Linked DNA regions of Mus musculus: region 2 is linked to region 1. Evidence: chromatin contacts called from public promoter capture Hi-C data. All regions are on one chromosome and are shown on one strand. The core of a region is the stretch at or near the end of the contact, and the rest is flanking DNA. Distances in the headings are between cores, read along the strand shown. Region 1 holds the start of Retreg1 (reticulophagy regulator 1). Region 2 holds the start of Otulinl (OTU deubiquitinase with linear linkage specificity like).

Region 1 (7,033 bases), core at 2,042-4,541:
CTCTAGGAGTTGGAGGCCAGCCTGTTCTACAAAGCAAATTCCTGGACAGACAGGGCTACACAGTAAAATACTGTTGGGGGGCTGGGGGCTGGGGAGAAAGAAGGAATGAAAACAAAGATAGGCTCATTTGAGAAGATATAAACTAGCTTTTTTTTTTAAGTTTTAGGCTTTAAGCAGCATATTTTAAGTTCAGAGAAACAAATAAGGAAGATCTCAAAACCAGTCATTCATCAATTAAAAAAAGTCCTAAAGTCCAGTGGATTATAGCACAAAAGCAGCAATTGCTTCAGGATTCTGAGAGCAGGATGGTTCTCTGTCAGAGCAAATGCATGCGTGGAATTCAGCTACTGCAAACAGGAAAAAGAAAACAAGTAAGATCCTAACCAGGTTCAATCTGTGGCCACTGTTTTGTCTTCCCATCAGAGTGATAACTAAGACGGGCAGGAGAGAATATTAAATATACTTTTTAATTATTTATACAAAAAATGGTTCCAACAATGGTTCTGAAAGAATACGTCATAAGGAGGCTAGAGAGGTGGCTCAGTCAGGAATGTGCCTGTCACGTCAGCAATCAGATCTCTAGCACCACATACAAGCCAGGCATGGCAGTGTGTGTCTATAACTCCAACATGAAGGGCTAGAGACAGGCAGATCCCCGAGGCTCAGTGACCAATCAACCCAGCCACGTATATGAGCTCCAGGGTTAGTGAGAAAGCTTGTTGGAAAAAAACTAACGAGAGCAATTAAAGAGGCCCTCTGACCTCTACTATATGCACACACACAGATGTAGAACAGAACATAATCTCTCTCTCTATCTCTCTCTCTCTCTCTCTCTCTCTCACACACACACATATCACAAGAAAAATGTTTGCAACTCTTTACATTAATTATGCAAAATCCATCATATACAAAGAGCTCCAGTAAATCAATAAGAAGATCCACGTCTAAAGGGAAGAAACAACCAGAGTTGTTGTAACAGATACATAGGCACTGCAGAGAAAAGATAATCACAGTGTCCTGGAACACAAGAAAAGCATTCAGTCTTAGACAAATGCAAATTTAAAACCATCCCGGAGTACCCTTTCCCCTTACTAGATTTACAAGAGAAAAACGATTTTCAGAAGCTTCTTGGCAAAAGCATAGAGGAGCAAGCTGTCACACCCACTGCCGGGGAGCAAAGAATCTGGTAGAATCCCAACAACAGTATGGCGGCCATACCCACAATACAGTGACAGCCATGAAAATGCAAGGGCACATGCCCTCTGACCCAACTGTTTTTCTTGTGGGACTCACCCTTTAAACGGTTCCATAATATGTACAAAATGATACACACTACAAGACTCAGCTATCGCACTCAAAATGTGCATGCTCTGAACTACAGCTGAGCCTCCTTGGGGAGGTTCAACACTCTTGGAAAGGAATTCTATGCGTTGAAAACAACAAGGAGTACTCAGCAAGGCGTCCACCCATCCTTAGTGTGCCAGCTCACAGTCTGCACAACACACAGAACTTCTGCTGAAACAGGCACCATCCAAAAAAAAAAAAAAAAAGAAAACAACAACAACTCAGAGAGCTAGCTGCCCCTGTGGCCTCTGGGAGGAAGCTGAGAAGCCGAGATGGGCGTGGGAAAGAGATTTTCAAAGGGAGAAGATTTTCAAAGTGTTTACATTTTTGTACCTTCAAGCTTCAGAACTGTGGTGTTTTTAAGTAAATAAAACTTTAAAACCTAAAACAGGCTGCTTATTAGTAAATCATTGAGACCCAGCCCTAAGACTTGGTGTCCTGCCCAGCCTAGCTCACTATGATATAACCTCTTCATTTAATGGCTACGGTAACTTTACAACAGGATAGAGACCTGGGTTAAACTCCAGAAACAGCAAGACTGAGAGACCCAAAGCTAATTAACATCCACAGACAGCAACAAGACACAGCTCGTTTTCAGAGTAAACCAAGACCAGCGGGGAGCTGAAGAAAATCCTTCACGTTGCTCAAGTTATTAATCTTGAAGAAAAAAATAACAGGCTACGTCTCTTTTTATGCATTTATTTATTTCCCAACTTTGGGGTTAAGAAACCTACGTCCTGTAAATAGGTACTTGTTAGGGAAACTGCTTATTCGGAACTTCGAGGGCCCTGTTTGTTATGAAGGCACTTAGCAAACAAAGGTTTTTTTTCCCCCTTGATGAACTAGTACCAGACGATACGGCTCATGGTTCCGTGATGGAGCCAGACGCTGCCTGATGCTTACCTAGGCAGAACACTTTCTGGTGAGGCAAACCTGTTGATTGGGGGCTACTCAAAGAAAATCCCTCCCCTATTCCCTCTGGAGTTTCTCTGAAATTACTACCCACCCACCCCCCACCTCCACCTCCACCCCACCCCCACAGCTGTGCAGTCTTGGGGCGGGGCGCTGTACCTAATCCACCTGTTTGTTTACCTCCTGCTTTCTCATCTGGGATCTAAGACAGTAAACCCTACCCTCCAGGGGAAAGAAAAACAAATCATTCACTGCCCATCTCTGGTGGCCCACGAAGGCAGCAGCATATAGAATGTACCTAAGGTGGCCCAGATATGCCTCCGCGGGTGCAAAAAATTAATTCAAGCCCTCGGGCCTCTGAACCCCCCATACTTGAAAGTACAGGTCAAGACCTGAGAGTTAACAATACCAGGGCCGAAGTTTTCAAGAGCTCTGGACCATCCCTAGATACAGGAGCTCACGTGGGTCAGCTGACCATCATCACCTCCCCTTGGAGACTGGACACCCGCAGCAAGGGTGACAGCCACTCACAGGGAAGTGCGTCTAGAGGAAAGTTGAAATGGGTGACTACCTGTTTCAGACAGGTGACCAAGCAAGTGGGACCAGGCTTCACTTCCACCGCAGAGGCCCCCGCAACCCCCCCAGCCAGGCCACATCCGGCCATGGGCGCCCCAAGGTGACCTGCCCTCTGGGGCGCCCCCACCCAGCCCGAGCGCTCACCAGAACAGCAGGTTGGCACCCAGGAAGGTGAGCAGGCTGCGCAGCGGCCTCTTCCAGCTCAGGAGCTCGTCTGCGCGCCAGCCCAGCCACAGCACGGGTTCCCCGAGCAGCCAGGTCAGGGCGGCGGCCACCCTCCCGGCGGCCTCCTCCACCTGCGGCCCCGCGCCCTCTGGCCCTGCTTCCTCTCCGGGAACTCCAGGCCGCGGCGGCTGCTCCTCGGTAGCCGGGCATCCTTGTGTGGCGTGCTCCTCGGGCGCCGGGCTCGCCATCTTCAGCGGTGTTTTGCTGGCGGGGACGGGGATGGGGACGGGGACAGGGAGGGAGGCGGGCGGGCGGGTGGGCGGGCACGCGCGCGCGCGCGCCTGGCGGTGAGCGTCGGGAGAGCAGCGGAGACAACGGGGGACCGGTCGGGGCGCAGGGTGCGCACCGCGGGGTGCTGGCGGCTGGGTGCCTTGTGACGTCAGGCCTGGCCGCGCCGGGAAAGAGGGTGCGGTCAAGTTCGTGTAGGGGCGGGGCCGCCCTGGGTCTGGCTGCACATCCTGGGCTCGGATCCGTGGGTGCTAGCTGGGCGGCGTCCCTGGAGAGCCTGGGACCAACGAAAATACTTCCTCTTTCCTTCCAGTTGAGGGGGCCAGGTAGAGGACTCGCCCCCAAGGGAAGTCTGGGCTTTGGATTTTAAAAGGGGGAAGGTGGTGCATTCTCACTTTCTCCAGCCAGAGCAGACAAGTCGTCCATCCTTTAGTATTGAAGAAAATAGCTGGGTGCCCCTGGCCATGTATTTTAGCACTTAGGACTCAGCCCTTGTCCAGGTCCCTTGCAGGAACACCCTGCCTAACTGTGTCAGATAGAAACGCTGACTTGGGAAAGGAAGAAAAGCACACTTGGAGTCAAGGAAGAACCGGTTTGGCCCTCTGATTTCAAGAGTGAGGACCCGCCAGACCACAGGGCACACGCTGGTGAAAGTCGCTTCCAGTTAAGTGAGTTGTTCTTTGCAGAATGTCATTGAGCTGATCAGGAAGCAGAGAAGGCAGAGGGTGGCCTGTGGCCTGCCTCTGCTAGTGTGCCAAGTTTTAGAGGTGTTTCAGTAGATCCGATGTGCCTGTCACAGGGCGGCCTCAGAGGTCGAAGAATACCGGAGCTCCCCATGTGGTTCTCCTGGTTGTGGGAAAAACTAAAGGACTGCTGTGCATGTCCAGTCTCTGTTCGTTTCTCTAGAATGAAATCCCCTCCTGCAATCATGAGAGTCGATGCATCAGGGGTACCTGGTATCCTCTGGGCATACTCTGTATCCAGCCTGCATTCACGGGATGAATTTGGTGCGTTCTCAAAGCAAAGAGAGACCACCGCCCCTGGGTTAAAGTTTGTAATGCTAATCTAGAGGGCCTCTGTGTCTATGAATGTAAACATTTATTTACACATTACAGGCTAGACGTGGACAGTTATCTAAATGAATGTTGTATTTGAAGGAATCACAAGTCTAGGGTTCACACAAAAGTTGGTTGACCACCCACTGTGTGCCTGGTACACTGCTGGGTCCTGTGGATGTGACTTCTACCTGCAAGAGACTCACAGTCCAAAAGGTATCACTTACAATTGATAAACGCTGTGATGGAAATCCTCAGTGCCAAGAGATTTCTCCTTTAAACTGCATCCAAAAATCAGGTTTCAGAAGGGTTTGGGATGTAGCTCTTGACTTGTTAAAGCTCAGAGACTCACGGTGGGCGTGGCCAGAGGGAGCAGGGCTCTCTGTTGGGAGTTCTGCTTGGGAAAAGGTCACATGAGTTGCAGGTATAGATCAGTCATTGTTTTCTTCAAGGACATTGTTACTCTGCAATGACAACTTGCCATCCGGGTGACAGCTCCATGCAGAGAGGTTCTGGAAGCAAGGAAAAGGCAGTATGGGAACAATTCAGTCATCCTTCCCACCCAAAGAACTTTGTCCAATGTGGGACCTTCTTGGCCTTGGTGGAGGAGCTTGGGGTGGATAAAGATGCTTTTTGATGTGATTTGGGCTTTGTTTAGTACTTGACAGGGACATGAGCTGAGGACGCAGGGCGGTGGGATTGTAGAACTGGTGTCCCTGTGGTCCAAACCCAGGACTGATAAACTTTCAGGAACAAGTTTACAAGATTCTTCGAGTTCCTCCTCCCCCTGAATTCTAATTATCTGTTGTCTGGATCTGTGGATGCAGTAAAAGCTGCTGGCAAGGGAGTCACCAAAAAGCTACCCTCTGGCTGCTATGGGTGATTTCCATCTTCATTGTCTCCCTTTAATGATGAATCTTTCCAGAATAGCTCTGATTTCTGAAGGGTTTTCTTCTCCGTCCCCCGCCCCCCACCAAAATACTATAGAGAAAAGGCTGCTCAGACAAAGGCTGGATTAATCCCTCTATCCCTATGTCCTCCTTTACTTCTGACCTCTAATAATTACTGAAAACTTGTGGAATGCAAGGAGACACTGGTGGAGACACATAAATTGGTATTACTGAGTAGTTACTTTGTGATGCCCACGTAATTTATTCAGCCCTGAGCACAGAAAACTAATGTTGGATGGAAGCTGTAAAGTAATTCTTGTTCCCTGCTTGCAGCAACTTGGATGTGGCGCATGGCTTTAATCTCAGCACTTGGGAGGCAGAAGCAGAAACTGAAGCAGGCAGATTTCCATGAGTTCAAGCCCAACCTGGTCTACATAGCAAGCTCTAATCTAGCCAAAGCTATACAGTGAGACCCTGACTCAAATAATTAAAAACAAGTCTTGTGGGTTTTTTTTTTTAAATTTAAGACTCTTGTTTGATTTTGACAATTTTGGGGGGGAATAGAGTCATGAATACTAATGAGCTACATAATTAGACAATATATATCAGAAAAGGACAAAGAAGCCAGAAAGCTGCCCCCTCCCAAATATGAAAGAGAGGGAAACAATTGTAGCTACTGGATGGGTAAAAAAAAAAGAACAATTCAGGCTTTGCAGACGCCACTGTCGCTTTTCGCCGCTTGCTGCAGCCATGGTCAACCCCACTGTGTTCTTCGACATCATAGCCGATGACAAACCCTTGGACCGCGTCTCCTTCAAGCTGTTTTGCAGACAAAGTTCCAAAGACAGCAGAAAACTTTCGAGCTCTGAGCACTGGAGAGAAAGGATTTGGCTATAAGGGTTCCTCCTTTCACAGAATTATTCCAGGATTCATGTGCCAGGGTGGTGACTTTACATGTCATAATGGCACTGGCGGCAGGTCCATCTACGGAGAGAAATTTGAGGATGAGAACTTCATCCTGAAGCATACAGGTCCTGGCATCTTGTCCATGGCAAATGCTGGACCAACACAAACGGTTCCCAGTTTTTTATCTGCACTGCCAAGACTGAATGGCTGGATGGCAAGCATGTGGTCTTTGGGAAGGTGAAAGAAGGCATCAACATTGTGGAAGCCATGGAGCGTTTTGGGTCCAGGAATGGCAAGACCAGCAAGAAGATCACCATTTCCGACTGTGGACAACTCTAATTTCTTTTGACTTGCGGGCGTTTTACCCATCAAACCGTTCCTTCTGTAGCTCAGGAGAGCGTCCCTACCCCATCTGCTCGCAATGTCCTGTAATCTCTGCTCTCACTGAAGTTCTTTGGGTTCCATATTTTCCTCATTCCCCTTCAAGTCTAGCTGGATTGCAAAATTAAGTTTATGATTATGAATAAAAACTAAATAAGAAAAAAAAAAGAACAATTCAGAAACCAACAGGTCTTGAAAAGGCTAGCATTAAGCACATAGGGACTCATGTTTTTCTCTTTTAAAAGTAGGTAGAAATTTTGTTACAGAAGACAAAGGGAATAAGTAACTTCCCATGTAGAGAGAGAGTCTCATTAGGCAGAATCAAGTTGAGTCACAGGAGAGCCAGAAACACACCAGCAAGACCTTGCACACATGCTCGAGTGTGTGTGTGTGTGTGTGTTTCCACTTTCCCTTTTGGATTCTTGCAGTGATTCCACAGTTCTCAAGAAAAGGAGTCGTTGAACGTGTTGTATGGATCATCGTTGCTGTAGATAGACCTTTTGTAGATTAACATTT
Region 2 (7,033 bases), core at 3,232-5,731, 1.8 Mb before region 1:
GATGTGCTAGAAAGGTGAGTCCAGTCACAAAAGGACAGAGTCTGTAAGATTCCACAATGCCAAACTCATCAACACAGGAAACACAATGGTGATTCCCAGGACTGGAAGGGGCGGACAATGGGAAGTCAGTGTTCAGTGGGTGTCAGCTTTCCTTGTGAGAAGATGAAAGACATTCTAGAAATAGATGGTTGGTGATGGGCGCATCTCAGTGTGAATGTTACTTTTCATTTTCTGAGACAGGGTCTCACCCTGTAGCTTTAGCTGGTCTGGAACTTGCTACGTAGACCAGGCTGGCCTCGAACTCATAGAAATGTGCCTAGCTCTCCTAGTGCTGGGATGAAGGCTTGCACCATACTTGGGCAATATGAATGTTCTGAATGCCAGTGAACCACATACCTACTGGCACTCAAATAGATACTTTTTAAAGGTTTCTAATTAGATTTATTTGATTATTTTGTGTGTAAGCATGCACATGCATATGTGTGCACAGGTGTGTCATAGAGCCCTGTGTGGAGGGCAGACAACAGCTTGCAGAGTAGGGTCTCTCCAGCTCAGATCTTAGGCATGGTAGCAAATGTCTTTATCTGCTGAGCCATCTTGGCGGCCCATCAAAATAAGACATTCTATGTCTGCCTGTCTTGCCACATCCACAGAGACAATGATTAGGGCTGAGACAGTTGGAAGTGAGGGTAAGCTGAAACTTTTCACTGATTCTTGGCTGGAAGCCTGATATTGCCTTTACTCCCACGTTCAGTGAAGGAGTTCAGTCCCTGAATTCTGAAGAAGTCCATTGTATGTTGGGTTCTCAGTATGCAAATTGTAACAACGGACCCTGCATCTCCCTTTGCAAATTTCCTGTTCAAGGAAGATGTTGAAGTAGAAGCCAGTCTGTAACCAAATGCAATGAGTTCACATGTTAGTGACTCCAAGGATGAGACAGCCAAGAAGAGTAGAGAATCACTTAGCACTGGGACAAGCCAGGGACATATGGGAGCTATTTCCAAAGCAATGCCCTTCTCCAACAAAGGGAGCGTGGGATTTCTTATTTCAGGAGCCTTTACATATTGCACACAGACATTTCCATAGAAGAAAGCACTTGGCACTGGCCGCACGCCTGCGTGTGCTCAGTTAGGGATACCTGTGTGAACACACTCCGTTTAAGATCATAACTTAAGAAGAAAGCATACTAGACACATTCAGGCGCATGCTTGATTGAGGGGCAAAGAGCACATGATTGAAAGATTGGATTGAACAGGGATGCCTTTGTGTATATACAGCTCACCTTATAAAGTTTTATCTAAAAATAAAAGAAAGGACTTTTGGAAGGAGTGCTCATGTGGGAGTTGGTCCTTAAGGGTACCTGTCTCACTTATTGGCTAACGAGACTACCGAGGAAACTTTGAATAGAAATGATTTGTAATGATTATGGGAACAAAGTACAACGGGCTTAACTGCTCTCATGAAAAAAATCACCCTGTTCTAGCCCGAGGCTAGATATGAATAAGTTCTAGGCTGTATATGAATAAGTAACCCTGAATAAAATGCATGGTTTGACAGCGATGGAAAGTACATTAGGCCACATCTTCAGTGGTCCTGGACACTCACATTCCATTGTCAGAGTTCAAATGGTCATAAAAACAAACTCTTCGTTGAGCTAGTTGTTGGGAACTACTGTCCAGGCGCTTCTCTCTCTCTCTCTCTCTCTCTCTCTCTCTCTCTCTCTCTCTCTCTCTCTCTCTCTTTCCCTCCCTCCCTCTCTTACCCCCCCTCTCCCTGTCCGCCCCCCCATCACCCGTCACATTCCCCTCCCCCGTCTTACTTGGGCATGATCTATCATGCAGCTAACCTTTATAGCCATTGCCCTAGATATTCACTCTGACAGCTCCAGGGTAACAGTTAGGGTCTCAGAGCACAGTTCTTGGCACATCTCTGCACGTGTGCATTCTCAGGTGGATATTTTGGTGGCTGGATTTGTGAGAAGATCTGAGGGGAGACTGTTGATGTGAAGTTTTTGCTGAGCTTAGTCTTTAGCCTTGGCGTGTACATTCCTAAATACTCAAGTTGTGAGCTCAGCACTAAGGATTCTTGACCAGTGTTTGTCCTACAAAAGGGTGCACGATCTCTCTTCTTAAGAACACATAAACAGGCCAGCCTGGTCTACAGAGTGAGTCCCACGACAGCCAGGGCTACACAGAGAAACCCCGTCTCAAAAAAAAACCAAACCAACCAACCAACCAAACAAACAAACAAACAAAGCATCCGATCTCATTGTCAAGGCCTGGTTAATCACACAAGGGTAGCCTAGAAAGCAAATCAGGCATCTCTATGTGTATGTTTTAACTCACGCTAATGTGATGCTTATATGTAAAGCATCATCCCAAGAGGGTTGCACACATTCAACTCCCATGAAAAAGAGAAAACAGTCTTATGGTCCCATTTTATAGGTGAGGAGAGTGAGGCACAAAACATGCTAACCACATGAAAACCACATGGCTGGTGTCCAGGCAAGTGTGGTGGTCTGGCTCAAGGTTCAAGTCTTCAAATATTACCCTAAGAGGCTGTCCACTCTGCTTGGGGGGAACAGAACGGAACTTTAGAGACAACCATGAAACCTTAAATGTGGACTAACTGAAGAGATTTTAGGCCAGTCTAAACAGCAGTGTTCATAAATATTATTTTGTGTGAGGTGGGGAGGGAGACTGGGTGGCTAATTTGTTTTGTAGTTGAGGGAGTCCAGTAAATTTTATCATGCCACAAGAAATTAGACTCTGTTCTTTCAGTTTCTAGAACAGGCAATTTGTTCTGGTCACTGCTCATAACTTTGTTTACATTAGACAGGCCTAAGTCTTCAGTCATTAATTTTGTAGGAGTACTGGGCCCCTAGACACGCAAGGGATAGTTTATGCCTGTAGAAAACCGACCCCCTCAATGTTAAATATCTGAGTTGGACAAGAGATTTTTAAACACAGCAAGCTTGCAACCATGCTCTGTGAAACTTGTGCTGAAAAATGTTTGAGTGACTGAGGTCAGACCTTAGTTTGAATTCTGCACTGGCACCAGATGGGCCCCAGTGAACCCAGGTTACCCTACCAATCTCACGAGCAAATGCGGGGATTCGTGAAATACACTAACAGGGAAAATGCACTCGCGGTGGACCACAAGTCCCGCTGAGCCAGCTCTCTTAGTTGCCTGGTGCTGCTGACTCAGGCTTTTGGTCTGACAGGGATTTCTGAGGCAAGACTAAAGATGTACGATCCTTTTGATCCTTTGTTCTGAGATCCAGAGAGACTTGCAATGTTTCAATGACTTGTTGACATAGCCCTAAGGCTATTGAACTCACACAAAATTCCAGGCTGTTTCCACATGTTTCTTTAGTTATGGCGCTTATTTTTCCGGAGGCTGCCAGGATATTTTGCATGCTAGTCTTTTTGTATTTGGAATCTGTCTGCACTGGAGAAAAAGGAAGTACTCATGGAGATGATTCTTCTTCTTCTTCTTCTTCTTCTTCTTCTTCTTCTTCTTCTTCTTCTTCTTCTTCTTCTCTTCTTCTTCTCCTTCTTCTTCTTTTTCTTCTTCTTCTTCTTCTCCTCCTCCTCCTCCTCCTCCTCCTCCTCCTCTTCTTCTTCTTCTTCTTCTTCTTCTTCTTCTTCTTCTTCTCCTCCTCCTCCTCCTCCTCCTCCTCCTCTTCTCTTCTTCTTCTTCTTCTTCTTCTTCTTCTTCTTCTTCTTCTTCTTCTTCTTCTTCCTCCCCCTCCCTCTCCCCTTCCCTCTTCTCCTCCCCCTCCCTCTTCCCCTCCCCCTCTCTTGTCTTCTTCTGGAAAAAAGGAGGGGTCCATCAAATTAGTTAATCAGGAGCAAAAAAAATCTTGTATCCTTTTCTTGTTAGGCCATTTACTTTTTCTGTTAGCTTTTTGTATTGTTTTTTAACAATTAAGAAATTACTTTATGGAACCACTTTTTGTCAAGAATGCTCTTGTTCGTCCCTAAACAGTTCCAAGCACGCATTAGCCGAATGTGCTGACCCATGCAGAAAGACGAGGAAGCCCTGCCCCACGTAGTGGAACAAGCCCCGGGTGCAGTTGCTTTTGGATCCCAGCCTCTAGCTCTCCGGCGCAGACATAGCAGGTTTGTCCCGTGGTGAACAGGGAATCGAGGCACCAAGCTGTCCTGAGCTGGTGAGGGGCATTCGGTCCCTCGGCCCATCAGTCTCTTCCCCAAGTTCTCTGGCTCTGGTGCAGAGCTCCCGAGAGGACTCTAGATCCGAACCAGTGGAACGCCCAGGGTGAGCGTGGAGGTGCAGCCCTAGGGGCAGAGCCGCGGCCTCCGCAGCGCTCCCATCGCTGAGCTTCTGAGCTTTCCACGCCGCCGCGCCCTTCACGCCTACCTCGCGCGGAGGCTCCGCCCTAGACTCCGCCCTAGCTTCTGAGTGGCGGCACCGGGCGTCAGTCTGCGTTCAGGGCGGGAGCACGGACGGCTGTCACAGTAGCTGAGCTCGGGACTGCGGCTGCGGAGAAGCGAGCGGGGCGCCGGGCTGTAGCGGAGGGTGCGCGCGGGTGGAGGCGCGCATCCCGCATGGAGGCGCCGAGGAGCGCGCCGCGGGAGCGGGAGCGCGCTCGGACCACCTCAGGTGGGCGCCGGGATGAGCACAGTCTCCCGGAGGGTGTAGTGGCGGCGGAGGGTGGGCGAGGGAGAGCGAAGGGTGCTTGTGGCGCGGGGACGGCTACACCTCGCGCGCGTGGCTGTGCGTGGGTTGCATCTGAGTCCCCGGCCATCGGAGAGAGGCGGGTCTATCCAGGAGTACCCGGGCGCGTGGACAAGCTGGTCGGTGTCCTCGAGGGAGCAACTTGGTTGTAAACTAAGCTACCGGGGTTTGCGCCTTGAGAGGATGTGGCCCACACCTTTTCAGCAACCAGAGTTGTAAACCGCAGAGAACACTCTTGACTTTAGGGGGAAAAAAATGCTCACCAAGGGGACAGGGTGACAGTAGATCGCTATTGCATTTCGGGCCCCTGCCCCACTGGGTAGCAGTGGTCTGTCCTCTCCAAAGACCTTAGAGATGAAATGTCTTTCTTCCGGTCCCACAGCTGTGTCCGTGGTTCAGTTTCTCTAGGTTTTGTTGGGCCACACGCTGGATCCTGTGTTTCACCATCTACCACTCAAGGAATGTGAGCCTAGTAGTGAATCTAAGCTGTGTGTGTTCTTGCTTTCAGTGTGTAAATGGGGTTGTTGGACACCGGGAATGTTCCTAATTGCTGCTCTCCGTCCTAGTAGGAGCTTCTGACACAGCACTGTGTTGTGTAGTGGAAGCAACACTGTTCAGGACACGAGGTCTGGACGTCAGTCCACCCTAGAGTGTCTGGGTAGGAGTTATTCAAGACATCAACCATTCGTGAAATGCATGCTGGACAAGTTAATTCCGAAGGCCTCTCCCAGCCTAGTCTGTGACTAAATTACCCAAGTCTCTGAAGTTTAGAGAATTAACTCATTTGTTTAACCTTTATGCACCTCAGGTTATTATAGAATTAGCCAAGTATTTCCTGTGGGCGTATCCAGTCGAACATTTTTTATTTTGTTTCTTTCTTCCTTTAGTTTGGCAGAGAAAAGAAAGTTGGAAACAGAGGCAAGGACATGACTGGGAAAGAGCTGGTTTGGGAGACTGCAGAATGCCTACTTTGGCTTAACAAAACCACCAAGAACGTTTCCTTTCTCTGCACGAAGTCCAAGGCGTGTCAGTGCGCTGAGCCCAAGGAGAGAGAGGGACCTTTCGTTTGTTTCAGTCTGTGGGGTCTGCTGTAGGTTTGCAGGACAAAGTGAGATTCAAGGATAAGATTGTGGAAAACGTTTCCCTTTCGAATATAACTGCTGAGGGAGGACTTAGGAGCATAGGAGATCCTCTTCGCTGGTTCTGTTTTCCAAACAGATCAAAAACAAAAACAAGACAAAAAAAAAAAAAAAAAAAAAAAAAACCAAAAACCAAAACCAAAAACAAAACAACAAACAAAAAACAAACAAACAAACAAACAAACAAAACCGACACAGTGGCCTTAAAGTCACTTACTCCAGCTGAAATGGAAACAACCTTTTGGTATACCTCTTAACTATTTGCTAAAAGAAAGACATAGATCCACTTTTAAGACTATTAGTAAACCTTGACAGAAACCAAAGAAAAATAGAAGACCCCCCCCCATAGAATTGTTGGAGATGGAGAAGGGGTTGGGGATAGTCTTTTTAAAGTATTGTTAAACGTGTTTCTGTATTGAAAACTCACGGGGGCACGCATCTGTGGACAGTGTTACTAGAGAGACCCTGTCAGAATACTGGACAAGGACGAGACATCTTGAAGGTTGTTTCATCCAGTGCTCCAAACCTCAGAGAAGCCACCATCACCTACAAGGGGTGATATCACGGTGCTGTAAAACCAGCTGGCCTTTCGGCATCTTTGGCAGACCTCTGTGTCTGAGGCCGATGCTTGTTTTCCCTACATTCAACTCCAGCTATCTTACTTCACGGTCCTTAATTCTTGGCGGGCTTGAGCCGTGGCTGTGCTATCATCCACCACTGACCCTAAGTTCCCTGGCAGCGCGCACATCCTCAGCTGTGCTGTGAGGAGCTCCTTAGCTCCTTGATGGACCCTCAGTGTTGGGATTGGGAGGCCTGGTGTTCACACACACTGTGGGGGACACACACATTACATGGGGGAATACCATGAGCCAGGTCTGGCATTCCAGCCACATCCGAAGCAGCTTTGCTTTCTTTTATTTGTTTTATGTTGCTGTTGTAGGTAAGGATTTTGTCTTGGGAGTATGTTCTGAAGCTAAGCCAAAATTTAGAAAATAATGAGTATCATTTTTTTAGACTCCCATTGCGGCTTAGAGCACTTATTACATATAAAGTTGTTCTGGTTGTTTACAGACCATGGAAAGCTCTGTAATGCTCAGTGCTGCTGTCCTAACTATCATCCTTGCCTTCTGTTATGAAGCTACTTACTGTTTGGTTTATCCCTCGGATACAAAACTGCTTTAAATGGGAACTTG

The links. Promoter capture Hi-C pulls out the DNA fragments that hold promoters and counts their contacts.
Region 2: a promoter capture Hi-C map of hippocampal neurons shows a contact between it and region 1, with 5 times the contacts expected there. The contact joins the promoter of Otulinl here to the promoter of Retreg1 in region 1. A contact is called at or near these places in 2 of 39 promoter capture datasets (hippocampal neurons and liver) and 1 of 9 other capture datasets (liver).

The regions. Positions count from the first base shown.
Region 1 is chr15:25,839,556-25,846,588 of GRCm38.p6, reverse strand. Retreg1 (reticulophagy regulator 1) reads right to left here and starts at 3,291. Exons shown (of 9, transcript NM_001034851.2): 1 at 2,977-3,291. The coding sequence starts at 3,245. It also overlaps the pseudogene Gm4824.
Region 2 is chr15:27,678,990-27,686,022 of GRCm38.p6, reverse strand. Otulinl (OTU deubiquitinase with linear linkage specificity like) reads left to right here and starts at 4,481. Exons shown (of 8, transcript NM_001242423.1): 1 at 4,481-4,626. The coding sequence starts at 4,572.